2 separate regions of the Gossypium arboreum genome follow, and region 2 is linked to region 1. Evidence: chromatin contacts called from public Hi-C data. All regions are on one chromosome and are shown on one strand. Each heading gives the region's core, a stretch centred on a gene start, on an enhancer-like site or on the middle of the called end of the contact. The rest is flanking DNA. Distances are from core to core; before and after follow the strand shown.

The links. A called contact is a pair of places that touch in the nucleus more often than the background predicts.
Region 2: a contact with region 1 is called in a Hi-C map of leaf, with 2.5 times the contacts expected there. The contact joins the promoter of LOC108483446 here to the promoter of LOC108483252 in region 1. A contact is called at or near these places in 2 of 5 Hi-C or Micro-C datasets (both in leaf).

The regions. Positions count from the first base shown.
Region 1 is chr1:75,310,633-75,316,522 of ASM2569848v2, forward strand. LOC108483252 (ABC transporter G family member 22-like) reads right to left here and starts at 4,409. Exons shown (of 11, transcript XM_017786541.2): 1 at 4,297-4,409; 2 at 3,617-4,015; 3 at 2,588-2,658; 4 at 857-1,092; 5 at 1-26. The coding sequence starts at 4,004.
Region 2 is chr1:75,905,787-75,911,853 of ASM2569848v2, forward strand. LOC108483446 reads right to left here and starts at 4,637. Exons shown (of 4, transcript XM_017786849.2): 1 at 4,446-4,637; 2 at 3,715-3,824; 3 at 3,491-3,615; 4 at 3,009-3,411. The coding sequence starts at 3,799. The coding sequence ends at 3,178. LOC108483445 (probable LRR receptor-like serine/threonine-protein kinase At2g16250) reads left to right here. Exons shown (of 6, transcript XM_053029055.1): 3 at 1-318; 4 at 527-655; 5 at 1,112-1,140; 6 at 1,561-2,634. The coding sequence ends at 2,162.

The DNA.
Region 1 (5,890 bases), core at 3,159-5,658:
CATCATCTTGTGTCACGAATCCGATCCTGCCGTATTCATATACCACTAAAATTATTCCATATTCGAATCGTTTTTTTTTTTTGGATGATTTTTTTTAAATTAATGTATTCAACTATAGTTTTTTATACAATTTGTAAACTTTAAATCTTTATCACGTGATTAAACGCACTTTCAACCTACAATCTCTATATTACCATACCAACACTCCATTTGAATACTCATGTTTGACTAAAGTTTTAATATATAAATTAGGTACCATCAAACAAGTCATCTAGGGCTTCTTTATAAATGATCAAATTATAAATTAACATAAAAAGACTCTTCCTCAAAATGTAATAATTTTTATTTAATTTTTTAAAAATTATAAAATCATAAATTAATATGTAAAAAATTTATATTTAATGTAAATCCAATATCCCTTGAACTCAACCCAACATTTTTCTATTAAGAAAAAACTAAAGTGGGAATTAACTGTTAATAAAAGCGTGATACATATATAAAACACCATATCAAAACCACATCTTCAATTTCAAGTCATAATAAAAGAGAAAAATAAAATAGTGCAAAGAAAAATCCTAAATTAAGAATTTCAGATTTTTATTAATTATATAAATATATTATGTTTTAGTTTTTATTTTGGAATTTTTAATAAAAAAATTTAAATTTGACTTCTATTTGATATTAATGATATGATTTTGATGTTGCGATTTGCACTTTATTGCAACATCATTTTTTTCCTTTAATATATATATATAAGGGTGACTTGCTTGACAAACTAGTGGTGTAAGTACTTGGACTACCATTAGTACTTAGACTGCAATAAAGACGGAAGTTGAAAAATTCAAAGAAAGATTACCTGCTTTTAAGAAACTTGGAGTAAGGCTGGTCATTATAGGTAACGGAACCGGCGACGGCGGAGTGAGTTAAACGGCCGCCGAGTATATTAAGAAGTGTGGTCTTCCCACTTCCAGAAGGTCCCATAAGTGCTACAACTTCACCAGGGCTCACATCACCCGATATTCCATTCAATATATCCCTCTCTTCACTGCTCGTCATTCCTTTTATTACCACCTTGTAACTCACTTCTCTGAACTGCACAGGTTTCACATCAATCAAAATAAACCCTTCATTCACTCTACTTTGCAATATTCATATAATATTATGGGTTATTATTTCGTCTTCTAGTAATTAATCTTACATATCAAATAATTTTCATAATAATAGCAATAAAATGATAAGATAATTTCATATTAAAATAGAGTTGCTAAATCTTTAAATTTAAGGTTCATTTGTTTTAACGAAAATGATTTATTTTTGAAAAATTAATATTTTTTAGTGTTTGAAAGAATTTGTGAAAAATTTTTATTGTTCGATAGATTTAAAAAAAATCATAAAAGCTATTTTCAATAAAACAAATATACATTTGAAATTTTCTTATCTTTTCATTGTTTAATTAAGTTTATTTTATATCTATAAATTTATATTTTACATTGTTTTTACATATATTAAAAATATTTTGTTAAATCTAGGTTCATTAGAATATCTTTTTTAGTTACATGACTACCAAGTGAGTATTTTTTTATTTAAAAATGCGATATCAACAAAATAGATAAAAAATTTAATGATGTTAATAATTGGACTTAATTTTCAAATTTGAGAAGTAAAAAGATTAAATTTTTGAAAATAAAACACAGAGACTAAATTCCAAATTTGTGAAGAGTACATGAACTTATGAAATATTTTAACTTTTATACTACAAAATATTTATTATTAATATATTTATAATTATAATAAATATTTTTATTAAAAATTAATATTGAATATTTATAATAATATTTGAAGAATATTATTTAAAATTATTATTTTAAAATTATTATTAAAATAAAACTGATATATTAAATTATTTATAAAATGATAAATTATATTAAAAATTTATTATATGATTAAATATAAATAATTAAATATGTATGTTTAATAATATTGAAAATTATAATGCTTTATATTAATATTTTAATAAATTTAAATATTTTAAAAATAAAAATAAAATTTATTATCAATATAATAATATTAAGCTTGATTTAAGTTAATTTTATATAAAAATAAAATTAAGAGCTATTTTTCAGAAAATAACTTATGATTTTCAAAAGGATAAGTTATTTTACAAGAAAAATAACTTATTTTTGATGATTTGTAAATTATTTTCAGTTGACCTAATTTTTATATAAAACAAACACAGGAAAATATAAAAATATTTTTTAAATCATTTTTCTTGAAACAGGGGTGAAACTAGAATTTAACCCTTTTGCATATAAATGCCACTGAACTTAATCGTGCTACCTATGTTTTGTGGATGCATATTTGAACATGAAGATATAACGTTTTAAAGATTTTCTATATAGAAAATTCAAAGAAAAATTAAACATACCCGTGTCGGATACATACCCGTATCCAACACTTAAACCTGAATCCAAGTATTAAAGTAATTCTGCTACAGTAGCCTGTCCATGAACCATTCACAAACACAGATTGAATATGCTGTTGGGAAGGGGATACTAGTAAACCCTGCATATGTTAAAAAAAATGTTACCTTCAAATAAATTGGCAATGTAGGCTCTGCTTGAAATTTTGGCCTGCAGATTCCAGCTTCAATATCTTCAGCTGCAATCAAAGGTTATTATCTATTTTAACAAATATTATGACTCATAGTTTAGATGAAAACTATATACAACAAAATTAAAAATTAATATAATAATTAAATATAACTTTGATTAAAATAATAAAATTAATATTAAAAATTATAATTCTTTTTCTCAAATCTTATCATATGCAAATATTTTATGAAAAGATATTATTAACCTATAAAATAGTATTTATTACTTTGTAAATATAAAATTTTTTGATAATTTTATAATTAAGTTAAGACTCAATTAATAGGTGACACAGATAGATAGATGATATTTTTACAACTCAATTAAGACTCCATTGATATTTGACATTAACTTGATAAAAACTAAAATATAATTTAAGTGATAACATGATTTGGTGGGTGATTTAATGATTAATATCTAAATTTATCCTAATAATCACAAGGGCAAAGTAGGATTTGGACAGTTCAATTTCTTCTCTTTGTATTTTCAAGAGACAATTTATAAGTTTGGCTATCATCATACATTTATGCTAATAATTTAGTTATAATTTCAAAAAATAATTAAAGGAATTAGTATTTTTAACTCTTTTCACAACCCTCACCAGAATTTGAAGTGACTAATTGCATAAAAAGGTGGTGAGTGGTGACCTTTATTTGGCCTGACTATTTTCAGGAAATAAAAACCAATCATAACTCTTTATCCATCGAACTTTTGTGGCCAGTAATACTTCTATTTTTTTAATGTTATTTTTATGCTTTTGTGGCCAAAAATAAATAATACATTTTAAATTAACAAAACTTCTAATATATATATATATATATATATAAATATAAATACAATTTGCTTCATGAAATGAAATTAAGCATTATTGCATGTATATTGTCTACAGTTTAATAAAAGAAGGAAATTAAATTAAATTAGTTAATTAACATTTTGCATGTAAAGGTAGAGATAATAAAAGAACTTACGTATATCGTCATCGCTGAAGAGTTTTGAATCGGCAATCTCATCCGGCGGAACGGTGAAGCCAGTGAAAGAGAAAGAAAAGCCCAAGCTAGCGCTAGAAGCACGGCTGAGCGCCGCCCCACTGCTCAGTTCTTCCAAGTCCAACTTCATCTGAGCGCTCCTCGCCTTCCTAATGTGTGCATTTCTACTACCGCCGCCACTGCTCCGCGCCGGCGATGCCCCCACTACAAACCGCCTGCTCGATTTCCGTGACAAAGTTCCACCGCTATCCGACGTTCCCGGCGCTAGATCACTCTGCGACGTAGGCGATTTGAAAACCGCCGCCAGCGTCTCCAACAGCTGATCCGATTTTGTTCGACCTAAAGTTGTTGAATTACTGGATTTCTCCATTTAGGAAACAACTGTATCCACATAAGATCAACCAAAATCAAAATTTAAAATAATAAATTGTTAAAAAAAATGAGGGAAGTGTATGGTTAAGAAGGGTTGCCCTTATGAACTGGTAACTATCAACTCCGTATAATAACGTAAAAAGATAATAAAATGATTTCAAATTTAACTATTTTTTGGCAAATGAATCAACTTCTTTGATAAGAAAACTCCGAGATTTTTCATTATCCGTACACTATTTTTAACTCTAAGGAACAAAACCAGAAAGAGCCAAAATATAAAATGTACTTACTTTGAAAAAAAAAAAAAAAGGTTTTTGCCTTTTGAACTGTAACAGCTTTCAGTACCAGTGTAGTACTTATAAGGTGCAATTAAAGGATGGGGAGAGTGAAGTTACCGAAACACCCTTTGTTTTGTTAAAATTTTACAAATAGACCCACAAAATCCAATTATAATTAGTTGGCTTGCTTGGTTATGAATCTGTGATGATTGGTGATAACTGGAGTTTTTATTAATAAACGACGGGAGATATAGGGTGGAACTAGCTACCGCCCATCACGCCCATCCTTTGTATTACACGTGTCCCAACACTTGTACATTTTCTTGTTGAAATTTTTCCTTCATTTTTAAAATCTTAAAGTGATAATTCTTTTGTATATTTTTTATAAATTTATTAATTAAATTAAGCATACACATAATTAGTGGTGCATTTATTTATATATTTATTTTTATATTACATTTTATAATATTTTTGTAACACTTTCAACTCGTTTGTAAATATTTTGGCCTCTTAAGAGGATGTATGGAATAATTTGAAGATATATAAATAAAATATTAATATCTATTACATTAGTAATATTTTTTATTATACAAACAATCTTAAAAATTACCATACATTTATAAAATATTTATTAACCTCTAATCTAATTTATGGAGTTTAAAATCTACGTCCAAATATTATTTCATAAATAAACACTTCAAAATTTTAATCCTATGATGTTTTTATAATTTTTCCCTATGTGCATAGCATAATAAGCTTATTATATGGGTGAAAAATAAAAAAACAATTTTTTCTAAAAGAATAATAATCATTAATAAATTAAAGAAATGCAAATAATTTTGATACTTAAACTTCCCGATAAACAGAAATTTTATAACTTTATACACTCCAAGTTTAAATCAATTCTAAAAATAATATTTTTAAGTTAATAATTTAAATTTGAAATAATCTAAATCAAATCTTAAAAAATTGATTAAGGGATCTAATATGAAATGACAAATCATGGTTCTTAATTTAATTTTTGTTAAATTATCTTAAAATTGATAGAAAAATTAATGTTTTTAATTTTGTTGATGTTACGTATACGTGGATTGTATATTAGCATTTGATTATTTTTTAAGATTTAAAAATATATATAAAATATTTTTATAATTTTTAATAATTTTAATGATTTTAAATTTTAAAAATAATTTTTATAATTTGTTTTGAATTTTAAAATTTTAAAAGTTAATTAAATATTGATATGTCATTCAAGTAATAATTCACGTGTATGATACATTTACAATTTTTTTTTCCATTTTGAGGTAATTTTAAAAAAATTAAAAACTAAAAAATAAACTATAATAACAATTTTATTATGCCAAGAAAAAGCGTAAGGAGAAAATATTTGGGTGCGAAAATGTATGATATGAAAAATTAAAGATGGAAAAAGAATGAAGTTGTAACGTAATAAATAGGGTGGTGGATGTGTGCCGCATACAGACAGAACCGTTGATGTCCAACTCGTCTGTTTGTCTGTTTCTTGTAGATTACCTCTTTATCAGGCAACCCAACAATTTTGGAACCTTGTACACTTCGCTTTCTTCAACTTTACTCTTCCATTTTC
Region 2 (6,067 bases), core at 3,387-5,886, 600 kb after region 1:
CCCAGTGGTCATCAAAAGGGTCAGTTTGAGTTCTTTCAAGAAAGAATCATACATGATGGAATTGGATTTATTCAGAAAGCTTTCTCACCCAAGATTTGTCCCGCTTTTGGGGCACTGCTTGGAGCATGAAACTGAGAAGCTTTTGGTATACAAGCATATGCCAAATGGAGATTTAGCCAATTCCTTTTACAGGGCTACCAATTCGGATGATGATAGCTTACAGTCCCTGGATTGGATTACAAGGTTAAAAGTAGCTACTGGAGCTGCTGAAGGACTGTTTCATTTGCACCATGAATGTAATCCTTCCCTAGTTCACAGGTATTTCAGAACATGCTTTCTCTACTTTTTACTTCTATTCTCATTGTAATAGTTAATAATCAATCCTTTTAGCTGCTGGAGCTAAATATATTGCCTTCTCCATTCTATCTTATGCTGTTCATCTTGTTTTTGCAACATTTCGCAAGCTTTAGGATTTCGATTTTCAGTATCCTCAATTGTTTGCTATAATTACTTTTGGTGGTTGAAGGGATGTTCAAGCTAGCAGTATTCTTCTTGATGATAAATTTGAAGTGAGACTTGGAAGCTTGTGTGAAGTTCGTGCCCTGGAAGGAGATACACACCAAAATGTTCTCAAAAGGCTGCTCCGGAAACCACAGTAAGTATTATATAAGTCGCTTGTTTTGTCCATAATACACCTGATTTGTATCTTTCAGTACGTAGTTCATCCTACTGCTTGCTTAGCCTTTTGTCTTGTAACTCCAGCATTTGGTATCATATTGCTATGCATGCTACTTTCAACATAGTTAATTTGATTGAAGGGATATGACCTACTGATTCCACAGAATACATTGATATTGCTGATCTTCTTAGATGTAAATTTATAAACTATATAATTCTTTCCAAGGTCATTGGAGTAATGAAATAGGTCCACGGATAAAAAGAACATAGCATATATGATTCAACTTTAGATTCCCACTTTTTTTCTTCGTAGCACTCGTTATATAAAATAGATTATTTGAATTATTCGTCGATAATGTGTTTGCCGAGATCTTTTTCTGTATTGTATATTTATTCAATGCTCTAATATAAATTTTGACTCAATGATGTGCAGGACCTCTGAGCCAGGTCCTTCAGGTTCAGGTGCGTAAAACTTGATTGCATGCTTGTTAACATCCTTAGTTCTATATGTTATCATGGGTTAACATGTTAGGCTTAATAAAAGTAGTTCACTAATGTGTGAGCATTCATTTCATTGATTTGCCGTTCTTATCCTACAAGCACTGGAATTGGCATCATCCCTGCTTGAATTGGTTTTTTTTTATTTTTTGATACTATGCTTGAATTGGTTAATTTGACTGAAATTAAAGCAGTTATAACACATGGATAAAGATTATATCCATCACTTGTTCCTATAGTTGGAAACTGAAACTATAGATTTTTTGCCAAATTTGCGCATGGAATTGAGAATTATCTCAAAGAATATCGTTGGGGAGGGTTGATTCTGAATTATTAATAAGACATCAGCATCCGTTTCTTATATCAGTGTTTGGATATGGGCAGGTTCTTCTTCAACTACTTGTGCTTACGATGTGTACTGTTTCGGGAAGGTATTACTAGAGCTTATAACAGGCAAGCTTGGTATTGGTAAGGCAGAAGATGCATCTACAAAGGAGTGGCTTGAGCAAACCTTGCCTTGCATCAGTATATATGAAAAGGAATTGGTGACTAAGATCATGGATCCATCCTTGATTGTAGATGAGGATCTATTGGAGGAGGTATGGGCCATGGCAATCGTGGCAAGGTCATGCCTTAACCCCAAGCCTTCTAAACGACCCTCAATGAAACATATTCTTAAAGCATTGGAAAACCCTTTGAAAGTAGTAAGAGAGGAGAGTTTCAGCTCCGCAAGGCTAAGAACAACATCTTCTAGGCGGTCTTGGGGTTCTGCCTTCTTTGGTAGTTGGCGACAGAGCTCATCAGAGAGTGCCACCATCCCAGGCCACCAAAACAGAGAGGGTTTCAGTGGTTTTAGGCAGGCAGGTAGAGTAGGTTCTCATGGCAACGATGGAATTGAACACTCGTCTTCACGTAAAAGGTTGTCGAACGAAGTTTTCCCTGAACCCATGGAAATGCAAGACATGGAGATGTTAGATGAAAACTAACCAATAATCCTCAGTGTTTGAAGTGCCTGCTCAACCATTGTACCCAACAGTTTTTCTTTTCTAGTTGTGCTCTACAGCTATTATTTTATGAGGATACTTGTAGCCAGCAGGTGATCCAACCTGATTCAGATAAACTGGCTGAGCTGATACATCCCTTGGCTTAATGAAAATAGCGGAAGTCAGCCATGAAAAAGAAGAGAGCAAGAGCCCCGATTGTATCCAGCAAGATTCTTTCATACATTCAAAAGCTCAAAAGCTTGTTTGCAGTTGATTGTTACAACAAGCATAAATTTTTTCGTTGTAATTGCCTTTTTTCTCACATATCTGAACATGGAGAGTGTACAATTGTAACAGGTTAGGACCCCTTGCAGATTTATTAAGTTTACATTTTGTTAGTAGCAATCAAAGAAACACATTAACTGTATTCTTCCATTTGAGAAATTGGATTCAAACATTTGGCATCCCAGTAAAATCTCAAAACATAAACCGCTTGCATTTCAATAACTACAGTTCACTAAAAGCCCTATAAAGCTGCTTCATGTTAGCTGCGTCAAGCTCAGCCAATCAACTAGAAAAGACTACTTCCTAGTCAAAGCCATTCGAGAACAAAACTCATAAGAAAAATGAATCACATCAGACTGTTGGTAAAGTACCCGAGAGATTCCACCATTTTTTACTAGAAACTTATCTTAGAGGTCTTGTAAAAAGCTTGCATCATTTTATAGCATAATATCTTGCTCATGGCTGTGGAATACTTGTATGCTAGAGTCTAAAAACTATGCTATGCAGTAAAGAAAAATCAAAAGAAATGAATATCAAAAAAGGAAACCGGAACAGAAACAACCATACGGTAAATGGAACATGGGGAGCCAAACCTCATGTTTCTTTTATTTTGTATCTCTCCCAAGATCCTCTCTGATACAATTGATAGTTGAATATCCAATATCATTCAAAAAGTTTAGCTAACTATGAGATGCAAACTTGGTTGCCTAAACAAACAATAATGTCACAAACCTTACGTGGCTGTCTTTAGCTCTCCTGCATCAGCAGTAGCATAAAGGGGGTGAAGGACATGTCCTTCCTTGGGTTCAACATGTACCCATTTGCGCCCACTAAGCTTACGCGTCTCAAATTTCACACAACCTTCCTTTAGGGCATAGAGAGTATGATCTTTCCCAATCCCTACATAGTTTCCAGGATGGAAACGTGTTCCTCGTTGACGAACTATAATGTTTCCAGGAATCACCCTCTGCCACAACAATGCAAAATCTTCATATCATATCTATTATTACTAAATGGACGCATTTGAATTTGGATCATCCACTGACCTCGCCACCAAACTTCTTCACCCCAAGATTCTTGGGTTTTGAATCTCTTCCATTCTTAGTTGATCCAGCAGTTTTTTTACTAGCCCACCGCCTAAGCATCAAACTTAAGCCAGAAGAAGATCCATCTAAGCCACAAATAAATGAGGATAAGTTCCATGAAATTAGCTCAAAGAATTTAATAAATATTAAAAGCAATCAAAACAGCTCATTTCAACGAAGCATACCCGTGATTGTGCCAAACACAGGAGCGCTGGTAACTAGCTCCTTCACGCTTATCCTTTTGCAGAAGGTCGTTGCAATGTTAAACATATCTAATATCCGTAATCAAAGACACCTTGAAGAGAAATCAAATAACATGATTTTCATCAAATATTAAGTAGTACAAAGAAATCAAATTCCCGAGCTACTTAAGAACATAAAAACCATAAATCGATCAAAGCGAAATGACTGGGGGAAATTCGAGGGCTTTCACAATAGATATAAAGGGTTGTACCTGTCTCCTAATGTGATACGATTGGATCGATCGTCTAATTCATCAATTGCGGATCTTTTTCTAGGTTTTTTTTTTTTTTTCCTTTTCTTCTCTTGGTATGAAGTAATTATCAAACAAATTTTATAAACTCCTATAAATCATTCAGGAAAGCCAGCTTGCTCTAACAACATATAATCCAAGCAAAAGTTGAAATTAAAAAGGCAAAGTTTAGTAAGCTCAGACAATACTGAACCACATAGATCCTTAAATGATTGAATACACTGATATTGGTTTATGATTGTGCAATTTGTACAGCAAATTAATAAGAAAATTATAGATGGGGACCGAATCAAATAAAAGAAAAGCCCAAAAAAGGATCATGAAATACAAGAGATATATTTTGAACACACCCACAATTTCCATCCATTCAACAATGTCTAACTTACTCAAAGTACAAGAGAAAATTACTAAAACCAAACTGACCTTTAGCAGCTTTAGCTAACAATGGTTGAGCACTGGAAAAAAGGTTGCTTCATGTACCAGTTGGATGGCAGAGTAGCGGAGGCGAAGTGGTAGCAAAGGGGCAGCACACTATTTCAGCTTCTTGGGTTTTTTTCTTAGGTTAGAAATTGAAGTTTTGAACCAAGCCCATTGGGTAAATCTTTCAAAAGAAAAAGCTTACCCGTCAAAACACAAAAAACCCCTTTACTGAAAATGAAAAAACTTCAAAAATTAATAAAATATATTTAAAATTAAAATTAATAAAATATATTTAACATTATTAATAGTTTTTATTTCTTTCATAAAAATATATGTGTGTGATGAAACTAAATGGTTATCTTTCACCAGTATCTTGAACAAAGCAGTAAATGCTCTGCACTATGCACCGTGCCACTATCCAACAAGTTCGTTAAATACCTTTTAAACATCATCCCGATGTGGCTAAGGCTAACCACCATCCTTGGCTTCCTCGCCATGAATCAACTGTCTCCCAAGCTCTAAAAATGGATCTCCAATTCGGTTCTACCATTAAATTCCCCGCCGGTTCAAGCTCCTCGCAAATCATATCGAATGTGTGTTTACATATTCGAAACGCGCGTTTGAACCACCACCGGCATTGTCGGAACTAGCTGAAAGCGTCGAAGAACTACCGGCGACGGAGCCTGATTTACGAGCTCGCTTCTTTCTGGAATTACCCAACTCTTCTTCCGTTTCAAACCAGTAATTTCTTCAATTTTTGCTTCAGCTTCAAACAAAATTCAAAGCCAGTCAGCCATAGATGATGTTGTTCTTCTTGCTTTGCTCCCTCGTCTAAATAAGTCTTTAAACCCGTTGTTTTCTTCATTGGCCAAAGATTCATCACTAACTTTTCTACCCATTTTCTTGTTGTTCCCATTGAACCCATTTTCCATTTCCTCAAAGGAATCGAAGCTGTTATTATAAGAAAATTCTTGTTGATCAAAAACAAATGTGAAAGAACCCATTTCCATTTTACCAAGAATATTATATTTGTAATATTTTTATTAATTTTTTAAATAACTTTTATTAATTTAAAATAATTTTTAAATTTTTCTGTTGCCTTTCTCACATCTAGGCTTTTTTATCTGAATATTGTGAAAAAAAAAAACCTAAATAGTATGTTTGGTAGATTATGTACCGAAATGGTACATTAATGTAAGTGGAAGTTGGTGCATAAGCGGCACTACTCTAAAATTTAAAAGAGTAGACTAAAATATATATATTAAAAAATTGAAAATACCATCTAAATAGGCAACACTAAAGAAATACGAGTCATTTACATACGACCAAAACCCAACCCTCTGTCGACCTGCTGACATTAAGGTGACAGGACCACTAGTGATGCCTAATAGGTAGGCGGCACACCCCCTGGTCATGCCAAACTAATAGGCAACACAAGGGTGGTGAAGCCAACCTCATAAGCACACCTTTGACCCCTGCAACAGTGGCAGTGATGGGACAGGATTATGCCCGTGAAATGTGTTTTGGGGGCCATTATAAGGTCCCCAATGTCCCCATTTTGGCCGGATGAAAGGAAAAAGAAATTTAGAAGAAGAAGAAAAAGAGAGCGGGAAGGGAAGAAAGGG